Linked DNA regions of Sus scrofa: region 1 is linked to region 2. The links are chromatin contacts, called in public HiChIP or PLAC-seq maps. All regions are on one chromosome and are shown on one strand. Each heading gives the region's core, a stretch centred on a gene start, on an enhancer-like site or on the middle of the called end of the contact. The rest is flanking DNA. Distances are from core to core; before and after follow the strand shown.

Region 1 (5,322 bases), core at 2,405-4,904, 150 kb before region 2:
CGACGGGAACTCCTGGATGGTGATTTTAGACTCGCATTTCTTTTGGGCTATGTTTCCAGGTTGTTACTTACATATGTCCCCTTGTAAAATAAGGGACAGATCAATTATAATTTAATTTAGTAGTATATGCAGAATAATTGACTACGAAAAGGATTTTGCTAGAGATATGGTCTACATAAAATATTAATACAAATGTAATAACTCATTGGGAAGCATCAGCTAAGCACCCATTGACTTGTTAAATTAAGCACAGTGTATACACCACAGTATGTCTCTCTGAGTAGCTTTTTAATGCATTTCCTTAAAAGCTAACATTTATTGAGCTCTTGCTGGGTGATGGTGTGGCCCTTAGTGCTTTTCCTAGGCTGTCACATTTTATCTTCACAGTAATTTTGTAAAGTCTGTACCAGTCTTCCTCCCATTTTTCAGATGAGGATATGACATATAGAAAGGCTAAATTATTTCCCCAAAGACACTAGGCTTGTAATGGTAGAAACAAGATTCCAGTCTGGGCAGGCAGTTCTCTTATCTGCTACTCTGGAATGCAGTTGTTGAAAAATTAGTTTTTAGTTGTTAGTGTCACAAAGTTTCATGCTGTTACCTTTTCCTCACTTTTTAAACAACATAGTCATTTTGTTTTGTTTTCCAGTTTTATTGAGGTATATTTAACCAGTAAAAATTGTATGTATTGGAGTTCCCGTTGTGGCTCAGTGGTAATGAATCTGACTAGTATCCATGAGGATTCGGGTTTGATTCCTGGCCAGTGGGTCAGAGATCCAGCGTTGCCACGAGCTGTGGTGTAGGTTGCAGACGCAGCTCGGATCTGGCGTTGCTGTGGCATAGACTGGCAGCTGTAGCTCGGATTCACCCCCTAGCCTGGGAACATCCATATGCTATGGATGCGGTCCTAAAAATTAAAAAAAAAAAAAATATATGTATATATATATATGTATATTTAAAAGCATAGTGTGATATTTTGATGTCAGAATTACCACCAAGCCAATTAACATATACTTTATCTCACATGGTTATCGTTTTGTGTATGTGTGTGTGGTGCGAACACTTAAGATCTACTCTTTTAGCAAATTTCAAATATACATTATAGTGTTATTAACTATATTGTAATGTATATATAATGCTCTCTGTACGTTAGATCTTCTGAACTTTCTCATCCTGCGTAACTGAAAGTTGGTCCCCTTTCACAATATCTCGTGTTTCCCATCCTCTAGCTCCTGGCAACCACTGTTCCATAATTTGCATTTATGTCTGACTTTTTAGATTCCGTATATAAGTGAGATAATGCAGTAGTTGTCCACTTTCCCTCCACTTGAATGTTAAAAATCTCCACAGTCAAATGTGCCTATTAAATTTGTAAAATAATAATGAAGTGCTGAATGCATGCTTGGATACACTGTTACCAGTGTGTATTTTTGTTTTAATGGAAAATGAAAAGTCCCTATGATTTGTTAAGCTGGTGAAACTGAACTCTGGTGTTATCTTTTATGTAGTGTCCTTAGGAATGGCAGGGAAGTAAACAATGAGAGCCTGTTTGCAACCTTTATAACTACTTTAGAACAAAAAATATTTAGGATATGTATTTAAGAAAAGGTGCAATCATGTATTTGAATATATTTTGTTGAATCATAAAGGATATAAATATTCAAAAGTATGATAAAGTATAAACTGTATTATGCAGATATAATTACATAGTATAAAGTGTAAAATTATGAAGTATAAAAATAATGCATCATACTGTCATTATAAAACATATACAATAAAGTGAGAAATATTTGCACCAAGTTGTGCTATCTTAATTACCTTGATTTACAGTGAAAAGAATATGTACATTTTAAGGTTAGATAAAGCCCAGTGACCTGATGGGCTGAGGTACCATTTTTGCAGGAGTTCAAGTAGAGAAAAATGGCTCAGAAAAAAGCAGGAGTTCCCTGGTGGTCCAGTGGGTTAAGGACCCAGCATTGTCACTGTTGTGGCATGTGTTGGATCACTGGCTTGGGAACTTCCACATGCTGCAGGTGCAGCCAAAAAGAAAAAAATAAGTACTCGTGGGGTCCACAGTAACATCAGCCATAGCCATGAATTTTGGAAAATAACACCTTTACATCACACTGAATATAGGTTGTTAGTGTAACTGTTATTGGTTTTACACTTGTGTTTGTGGGTATTTTGTTAATTGGTTTTGGTTTTGGTTGTTTAAAAGCTAGAGCTATAAGCATGTAAAATTTATGTCTAGATTTTTGTGAACATAATAAAATAAAGTAACAGTAACATAATTATGTTAACATCTTAATTTACCTTAAAAAGGATTCTGAACAACCGTAAGTTTGGAAAACTCTGGGCTTAAGCTTTTAGATATATTTAATATGGCCCTAGTCATCTGTGATAGTATGACAGAAAGGGAAAAAATGAGATTAAGTCAGAAAGAGAAAGACACATATCATATATCACTTAAATGTAGAATCTAATAAAAATGATACAAAAGAATTTATTTATAAAACAGAAACAAACTCAACAGATTGTAAAACCAATCTTATGGTTACCATGGGTGAAATTGTTGGGGGGAGAAAAGAATTGGGGGGGTGGGAACCTATACACACTGCCGTGTAAAACATAATTAATGAGGACCTACTGTGTAGCACAGGAAAATCTACTCAGTAGTTTGTAATAACCCACATGGGAAAAAAGAATGGACATATTTATATGTATGACTGATTCACTTGCTGTTTACCTGAAACTAATACAACATTTTAAGTCAACTATACTCCAATTAAATTAAATTTAAAAAATTATTATCATCCCCCCCAAATCTGTTGGTTTCATTTCAGATAATCTGAATGCAGGTTTTTGCAGCCCCATGTAAAAGATATGGGAGTTATTCTTTTTCAAGGTACTGATCCCTTTCAAGTTTCATTTCTTGTAAGAGGTTGGGTTGGAAAGAGGACCTCCAGGTAATGGGATCTTCCTGGTTAAATATAGAAGCCTAAATTTGCTGCTTCAGTTCTTTTATTTTGTGGATGCCCTTAACTAGTTGGATAGTTTTCACTTTGGAACTGTTGTGAACTTTTACATGAATTTCTAAGATTCTCAAAGTTAGAGCCATGGAATTTTCCACTATCCATATTATATAACTCGTGAATAGTTTATTATCAATTTCAGATTCCAAGTCAAACAGTGCTTCTGGATGAGCCAATCGAGTTGTCTTTTGTGTCTCACAATTGTATCTTCATATACATTTTCAGTGATAAGTTATACAATGTGGAGAAATACATTTATGGCTTAGGCTTTTGCAAACCAATAAGCAAATCTGTTTTCAGGCTCCAGACCATTCGCAGCTTTTTTAGTTCACCTCTGGTCCTGGTTTCAGGCATCGAATTCTCGTTGGCTAGGCAGCCTGAGAGATTTTCCTGAGTTTATCTGAAATTGAATGGATGGCCTTTCTGCTTGATTCTTAGATTTCCAGTGACATGTTCTTTATACCTGTTGGGATGCACCATTACTCTGTGTTGCCTCTATTAGTCCCTGTTGCTCACTTTGAAGACCACCCCGTGTCTACTGCCAGACCCCCTAAATATAGTGCACTGTCTGCTTGATTGAGTTTATTTCCATTTTTGGAAACTGGTCTTCCCTCTTCTGAGGCATTATCTGGTGTCTGGTCCTTGCCCCTTCCTATTGGTTCCCTCCAGAGCTGTTAACATTGCGTACTGATTTTGCTTTTGTTTTCATAAGGAATCTTGCGAAGGCCGATTGGCATGAACATAGCCTAGTGGAAGAAGTGCTGGTCTTGGGCACAGCCCCTCTGTATTCATCCGTGATTATTACTATTATTGTTTTTCAAAATTTTTTGTCTTTTTAGAGCCACAACTGCAGCATATGGAGGTTCCTAGGCTAGGGGTCCAATTGGAGTTGGAGCCTCCAGCCTACGCCACAACCACAGCAACGCAGGATCCAACTGTGTCTGCGACCTACACCACAGCTCACCTCAACGCTGGGTCCTTAACCCACTGAGCGAGGCCAGGGATCGAACCCACATCCTCATGGATACTAGTCGAGTTCGTTAACCACTGAGCCACGAAGGGAACTCCTCATCCATAATTATTTTATCAAATTTGAGGACGGTTCAGTAGGCTGGATCTAGGAAACGGGATTTCTGTAGCTTCTAATAGTATTATTAAAGCACTTTGAAAGTGGGTGGTATAATATTTTATTTCTTCGCAGCCTTTTACAGTTTAACTTCCCTCACTGATCCTACATTCAAATGATTGAATTATTCTGTTAAAATTAATAGCTGGTATTAGATAAATTTGCTTCTATGTTCATGTAAATAAAGTGTGTGAATGATAACAATAGACTACTAACCAATAGCTAATATACCATTAGGGATCTGGAAGTTAATTGGTATTAAACATTTCTTTTTATTGCAAATTAGGTCGAAGATATATATTTGAAATTATATTCATTTTAATAACTGGAGTGTGAACATGACTATATCTATCTTAGTATATGAAAAAGTATAGACATTCTTTAAAGAGTGTATAAAAACAATCTTTAATTTCTCAACTATTCTTACCTAAGCCCACCTTATAGTTTAACAGGGTTTGTTATCTCATTTGCATGATTCACCACAATTATCCAGCATTTGATTTGATTTTTAGATATTATACTCTAAACTTCTGGGAGCCAAGTCAAAAAGTAATAGATATGGATTAATAATGATAACAGCTATAAGAAGTAGTTATTTATATCCTTGATTAGGGGCTCTTAAACTTTAGCTTGTATCACCTGGAGGTTTTTTTTGTTTTCTTTGAATTTTGATTTTTAGGGCCGAATCCCACAGCATATGGAGGTTCCTAGGCTAAGGGTTGAATCAGAACTGCAGCCGCTGGTCTGCACCACAGCCACAGCAATGAAGGATCTGAGCTGCGTATGTGACCTACACCACAGCTCACGCAACACCAGATCCTTAACCCACTGAGCAAGGCCAGGGATCAAAGCTGTGTCCTCAGGGATGCTAGTCAGATTCATTTCCTCTGAGCCATGATAGGAACTCTGCATTTACACATTTAAAATGAATGTTTTAAGCTCTTTGTCTGGGTACTGTCACCACCTCTAGAATGTAAGCTGTGAAGGGAGAGTGATCTTGGCTGTTCATGGTTGCCTGGGGAACTATTTCTATAGTAGGGGTTCTTTCCAACAAATTGAAATTAAGTGGAATAAGAATTTGTCCCTGCCCTCAAGGAATTTAAATCCACTGGTGAAAGTTTACAGTCTGCTGGCGATGATACGCATATGTTCTCCTACGTGTTA
Region 2 (5,418 bases), core at 2,440-4,939:
GTTTTGTAAATGCATTCATTTGTATCCTTTTTTCATATGATACCAGGCATATGGAGAATCTAAAAAAAATGATACAAATGAGCTTAGTTACCTTTCCTCACTCATGGTTTCCCCACCTGTGAAATGGGCGTCCTCCTACCTGTGTCAGTCACATTCTGGTGCAAAGGAGGTGTCAGAATGTTAGGAAAAGAGCCCACCGTAGATATGAAGTGGGACACAGAGCAGTGGGAAGCTCCGAAACCTCTGTCACTTCCAAAATGCCACAAGGGTATTGAGAGCGTTACGCTCTTGATCCCCGCTGAGGACCTTGGCTCGCTGCTCCGTATGTGCGCGGCAGACTTTGAAGTGCCGCTTGCAGAGCCTTGAACGGCTGTCATGACTTTTCAGCAAGGGCACAGCCAGTCTGTTTCGGTCAAGGTGGATACTGTAGCTTTTGTGTCCCAGTGTGCTGCCAACTACCATCAATTATGTGACCTAACAAGGTCTCGCTTACACCATACACCGCAGCATGGACTTGTGGGGAAGGCTGGCACGTACCCATGTTGTATCGAAGGTTATATAGGAAAGAGGTTTTGTGGACTTCTGAAACTTGTCTGTTTATTTATTTTTTTTTCTTTCTGAGTGAGATGGTAGAAAACTGACACTCCAGGCATGGTGTTTGGCTCCCAGTTGCTGCTATTTTTAAATGTCAGCATATTTTATTTAACTAACTATAGTTGTTTATGAAATAGGATATGTTTTTAAGATGCCTTAGCGCTCAGCTCAATAATAATTCAAAAGTGGGTCCAAAGGAAAAGACTCGACACCCACATTACCACGTTATAATAGCTAAAACTGAAACACTGTGTGTTCAGAGGTGCAAAGACAGGCTCTTGTATTGTTTGTCGGTTGCCTCTGCTTAAACTGATGTTTTCCAAAAGAAGACTGTTTACTAGTATATGCATATATTCCTGAAAGAGAAATATTTACTAATAGAAAGTGTGAGTCATTGGAAAACTGTCCTCATTTCATGGTTTCTTCGGAGTGAGAGCCATTGTCCTCACTTGCTGATGAATTAATTGGGGGAGGGTAGAGTATCATTTTCAAGTTCATTTATTTTTCTTTGTGTGTAAGGAAAACTCATGGATAAAACACTTCCTATGGTGAGACTGCTTATGGCACAGAGAGCAGAGAGAGGTCTTGTTGTCTGTGGGCACCTTGGGGACAGAAGGCAGAGATGGATGAGCCATCCTGGGAGCCCGCAAGCAGGGCTGGTGAGGGAGGCGGCTGCAGAGGAGACAAAGAACTGATGGAAGGGGAGAGAGCCGTTGTTTTCATTGTGATTGAATCCGGAGGGAAAGAATGAGATATTTCCTCTTAGCACATCTTTCTGTTGGCTCCCTTCCCGTCTCCTTCTCTTTTGCCCAAGCAGACTCTGGGCACAGATGACCTCCCCATCTGTCTGAATCTGGGAATCAGTGGGCAGTCTGGGAAGCCCAAGGAGAAACCCTCGGGAACTCCTGTTCCCCCAGCTGCCCCTGGATGGGATTCCATCCAGCCCTAGGATGGATCAGATCAGAACATAGGGCAAGGCTGCCATGTGGCCTGGGCAGCATCCAGGGCTAGAACTTGTCCTTGCTTTCCTGCTTGCAAATTACAAAATAATAATAACTGGAGTTCCCCGATGGCTTAGCAGCTGAGGATCTGGCATTATTACTGCTGTGGCTCTGGTCACTGCTTTGGTGTGGGTTCTTTCCCTGGCCTGGGAACTTCCTCATGCTGCAGTCAGAGCCAATAATAATAATAATGATAACAACTAAGAAGTAGGAAAGAGTGAGAATGACTACTCAACATTCCCCATAACCCCTGGGGTAATTCATTTTTGCTGGGTGTTTTGTTGTCGTCAGTGTAAATATATTCTGGATATATGTTATATATGTATCTTTTGGGTTTGTTGAACATATGCATTCTCAGAAATGAAAAAAAAAAAACACTCCTATGAGTAAAATGTGTGATTTATGTTGTTTTTCTTTTTCTTTCTTTCTTTTTTTTTTTAGGGCTGCACCTGTGGCATGTGAAAATTCCCAGGCTAGGGGTTGAAACAGAGCTACAGCCTCCAGCCTATACCACAGCCACAGCAGTGCGGGATCCGAGCTGCATCTGTGACCTACACCACAGCTCATGGCAATGCTGGATCCCCAACCCACTGAGCGAGGCCAGGGATTGAACCTGCATCCTCACGGATACTAGTCGGATTCGTTTCCGCTGCACCAGTACAGGACTCCCTTGTTTTTCAAATAATGGAAATGATTTGATACCCACCTGACTGCATTCTCTATGAATAACCTATTTGAGATAACCAGGCAGGTTGGTTGTTCAGTAGCAGCAAAAAAAGTAGAAAGCAACATGGCCTGTTTTTCTTGACCACACATATGAACCCAGTAATTTATCAGCCACATGAATAGTTTATTTTTGGAAGTATTTCATGTCACTGAATAGAACTAACGAACTGATAGAACCTACATCAAGTTCTAGGACATTTGCAAAATAACTCTTAACCAATGTAGGCTAATTGTTGTTTTTGTAATGGTATTTTCACAAAGCTCTGTGTCTTCAGGAAGTAGTATTGAGTAATAGTTCAAGAGGTTCATTTTAAAGTTGTGCTCCCTGAATTCAAATTGCTGTTCTGCCCTTTAACTGTGTAAACATTGGCAACCTACTTCTCTGTACAGGCACACTGAATAAATATGCTTACTTCATTAGAATTGTTGTGGAGATTAAATTAGGTAATACATGGTAAAATACTTAACATAGTACATGGCATATGCTAAGTATTCAGTAATGTTAGAAGCAGCTCTCTTTTATAATTGATGTAGTTATTTAGGGAGCCACCAGGGATAGAAAACTATAATTAATATACACATATTAGAATAAATATTGTTTCTATGAAACAAGATAGGATATCATAAATATAAAAGAGTCAATTGAGGAGTTCCCTCTGGCTCAGCGGAAATGAATCCGACTAGGAACCATGAGGTTGCAGGTCCGATCCCCGACCTCTCTCAGTGTGTTAAGGATCTGGTGTTGCCATGGGCTGTGGTGTAGATTGCAGGCACGGCTCGGATCCAGCGTTGCTGTGGCTGTGGCCTAGGCCGGTAGCTGCAGCTCCAATTCGACCCCTGGCCTGGCAACCTCCATATGCCACAGGTGCGGCCCTAAAAAGACAAAAAAACAAAAATAAAAAACAAATGAAAGAAATAGGTGTGAAATGTTACTATTTGACAAAGTAGTACAAGTTTTAAGATTAAACATATTTCTTAAAAAAAAAAAAGTCAATTGCAAATGGGAAAGAACTCTTAAAATTTTCTGATTGTGGACCTCAAATGAAAAATTCAGTAGAAGGCTAGGAAAGCAAGAGTTTGAAAAAAATTGTCCAGAAAGTAAAGCAAAATAAAGTCATGGGAAATTGGAGAATTAGGTAAAAAGCTAAAGGATCAGTCTGGAGATCCAAAAGCCAGGTGGTAAGAGTTCTAGAAAGAAGATGCAGGCAGAAATTTTCAAAGAAATCATTTAAGAAATTTTTCAGAGCTAAAGGATATGTTTCAAGATTCAATGGACTCAGAAAATGCACACTAGAAGGACTGAATAAAGCAATGCAAAGGCATTTGGTTGTGAAATTTCAGAACGCCCAAAGGTCAGCTCAGATTCTGCTCCAGAGAGAAATAGCAGGTGACACATACAGCTCAAGAATCCTAGTGAAACTAGACTTCTGTACCAAGACACTTGAGCAATGCTAACATATTCTGAAGGGACATTTCCAAGCAGAACGGTATATTCAGCCCAACCATTATTAAAACACAAACATAGGACAGTGACATTTATAGACATGTAAATTAAAAAAAATTTACTTCCCAGTTTCCCTTTCTCGGAAAGCACCTGGAGTATACATTCCATCAAAATGAGGAAGTAAACTAAAAAAAGAGGAAGACAATGAGCTCAAGGAAACAGAAATTCCAACCTAGAATAGCATTGAAGGGGACTTCCTGTTGTGGCTCAGTGGTAATGAACGCCGACCAAGATCCATGAGGATGTGGGTTCGATCCCTGGCCTCAATCAGTGGGTTAGGGATCCGGTATTACCAAGAGCTGTGGTGTAGGTTGCAGACGTGGCTCAGATCTGGCGTTGCTGTGGCTGTGGTGTAGGCCAGCAGCAACCGTTCCGATTCATCCCATAGCCTGGGAACCTCCATATGCCATGAGTGTGGCCCTAAAAAGAAAAAAAAAATTATAGCATTGAAGGAAAATACTGGAAACATCTATTCCGGAAGCCTAAATTACCACCAGAACAGATTGGGACAGGAAGACAGAGGTCTCCAAAATGTAGCCCGAAGAAAAAGAAAAAAATGTAATTAATGGATTAGGGGATGTTTGACCATATAGAAATCTGCTGGCAATAAATGAATAATAAATAAATTATTGGTAATAAATTAGTTATTACTGAGGCAATTGTTAACTCTGGGGAAAACAAACTCTGTAAGGTATGAGTTATATTAATAGCAAAATGTATAACTCAGATGTAAATGGTATTTATTTATGTATATATTTATTTATTTTGCTTTTTAGGGCCACACCTACAGCATATGGAAGTTCCCAGGATCGGGGTCAGATTGGCGCTACAGCTGCTGGTCTGTGACCTACACCACTGCTCACGGCAATGCCAGATCCTTAACCCACTGAGTGAGGCCAGGGATTGAACCCTGATCCTCATGGATACTAGTTGGATTCATTACCACTGAGCCACAATGGAAACTCCGTAAACAGTATTTATAAGGTCATAAAAATCTAAGCATAAAGTATTGGTTTAGCTGAAACTTGTGATAGAATTCTCCTGAGAGAAGAGGGGAAGAGAGAAGTGTGTAGAGGGATGGGTGATGAAGTGAGAATCATAAAGTCTCTTCTTCCAGAGTAGAAGGTGAATAGATAGTGCCTAAAATGGAAAGATTAATGGTAATGTAAAAAGAGTAACAAAAGCATTAAAGAAAAAAAAATTTTATTTTTGGCTACACCCATGGCATCTCACCTTTGAGGCCAAGGATCCAACCCTCGAGGCAGTTGTGACTTGCGCTGCAGCTGCAGCAACACTGGATCCTTAACCCACTGGGCCACAGGGAGCGTCCAACAAAAGTACTGAGAGAAATAATTTCAAGTGTTTGCTTTTGGGGAATGTGATGTGTGAGAGAGGCGGCCGGTGATGGCCACCTATCGTTATAAGCTTGGTAGCGCCATATGACTTTGGAAACTTTGTGTCGGCATTACTTTGATTAAAAATTAAACACTTAAACCCCTTCCAAATTAAACCCAAGAATGTTTGGAGACACACTTGAAAACTGTGAAATGCTGTAAAAATATTTTGCATTTTTTTCCTTGTGTAGAGTCGCTG

The links. HiChIP or PLAC-seq counts read pairs in DNA pulled down with a chosen protein or histone mark.
Region 1: an H3K27ac HiChIP or PLAC-seq map of skeletal muscle shows a contact between it and region 2. The contact joins two enhancer-like sites. A contact is called at or near these places in 1 of 47 Hi-C or Micro-C datasets (skeletal muscle) and 2 of 2 datasets of contacts at active chromatin or transcription factors (alveolar macrophages and skeletal muscle).

Annotation. Positions count from the first base shown.
Region 1 is chr11:47,747,438-47,752,759 of Sscrofa11.1, reverse strand. The region is part of intron 1 of TBC1D4 (TBC1 domain family member 4); the gene reads left to right. Among named protein-coding and RNA genes, the nearest start is that of TBC1D4, 11 kb to the left of the region's middle. Within about 2 kb of position 3,654, at least 3 of the 83 cell types and tissues checked have an H3K27ac peak or open chromatin away from gene starts, as enhancers often do. A contact at or near this core is called in skeletal muscle, where this site is marked.
Region 2 is chr11:47,597,147-47,602,564 of Sscrofa11.1, reverse strand. All of the region lies in intron 8 of TBC1D4 (TBC1 domain family member 4), which reads left to right. Among named protein-coding and RNA genes, the nearest start is that of TBC1D4, 160 kb to the left of the region's middle. Within about 2 kb of position 3,689, at least 4 of the 83 cell types and tissues checked have an H3K27ac peak or open chromatin away from gene starts, as enhancers often do. A contact at or near this core is called in skeletal muscle, where this site is marked.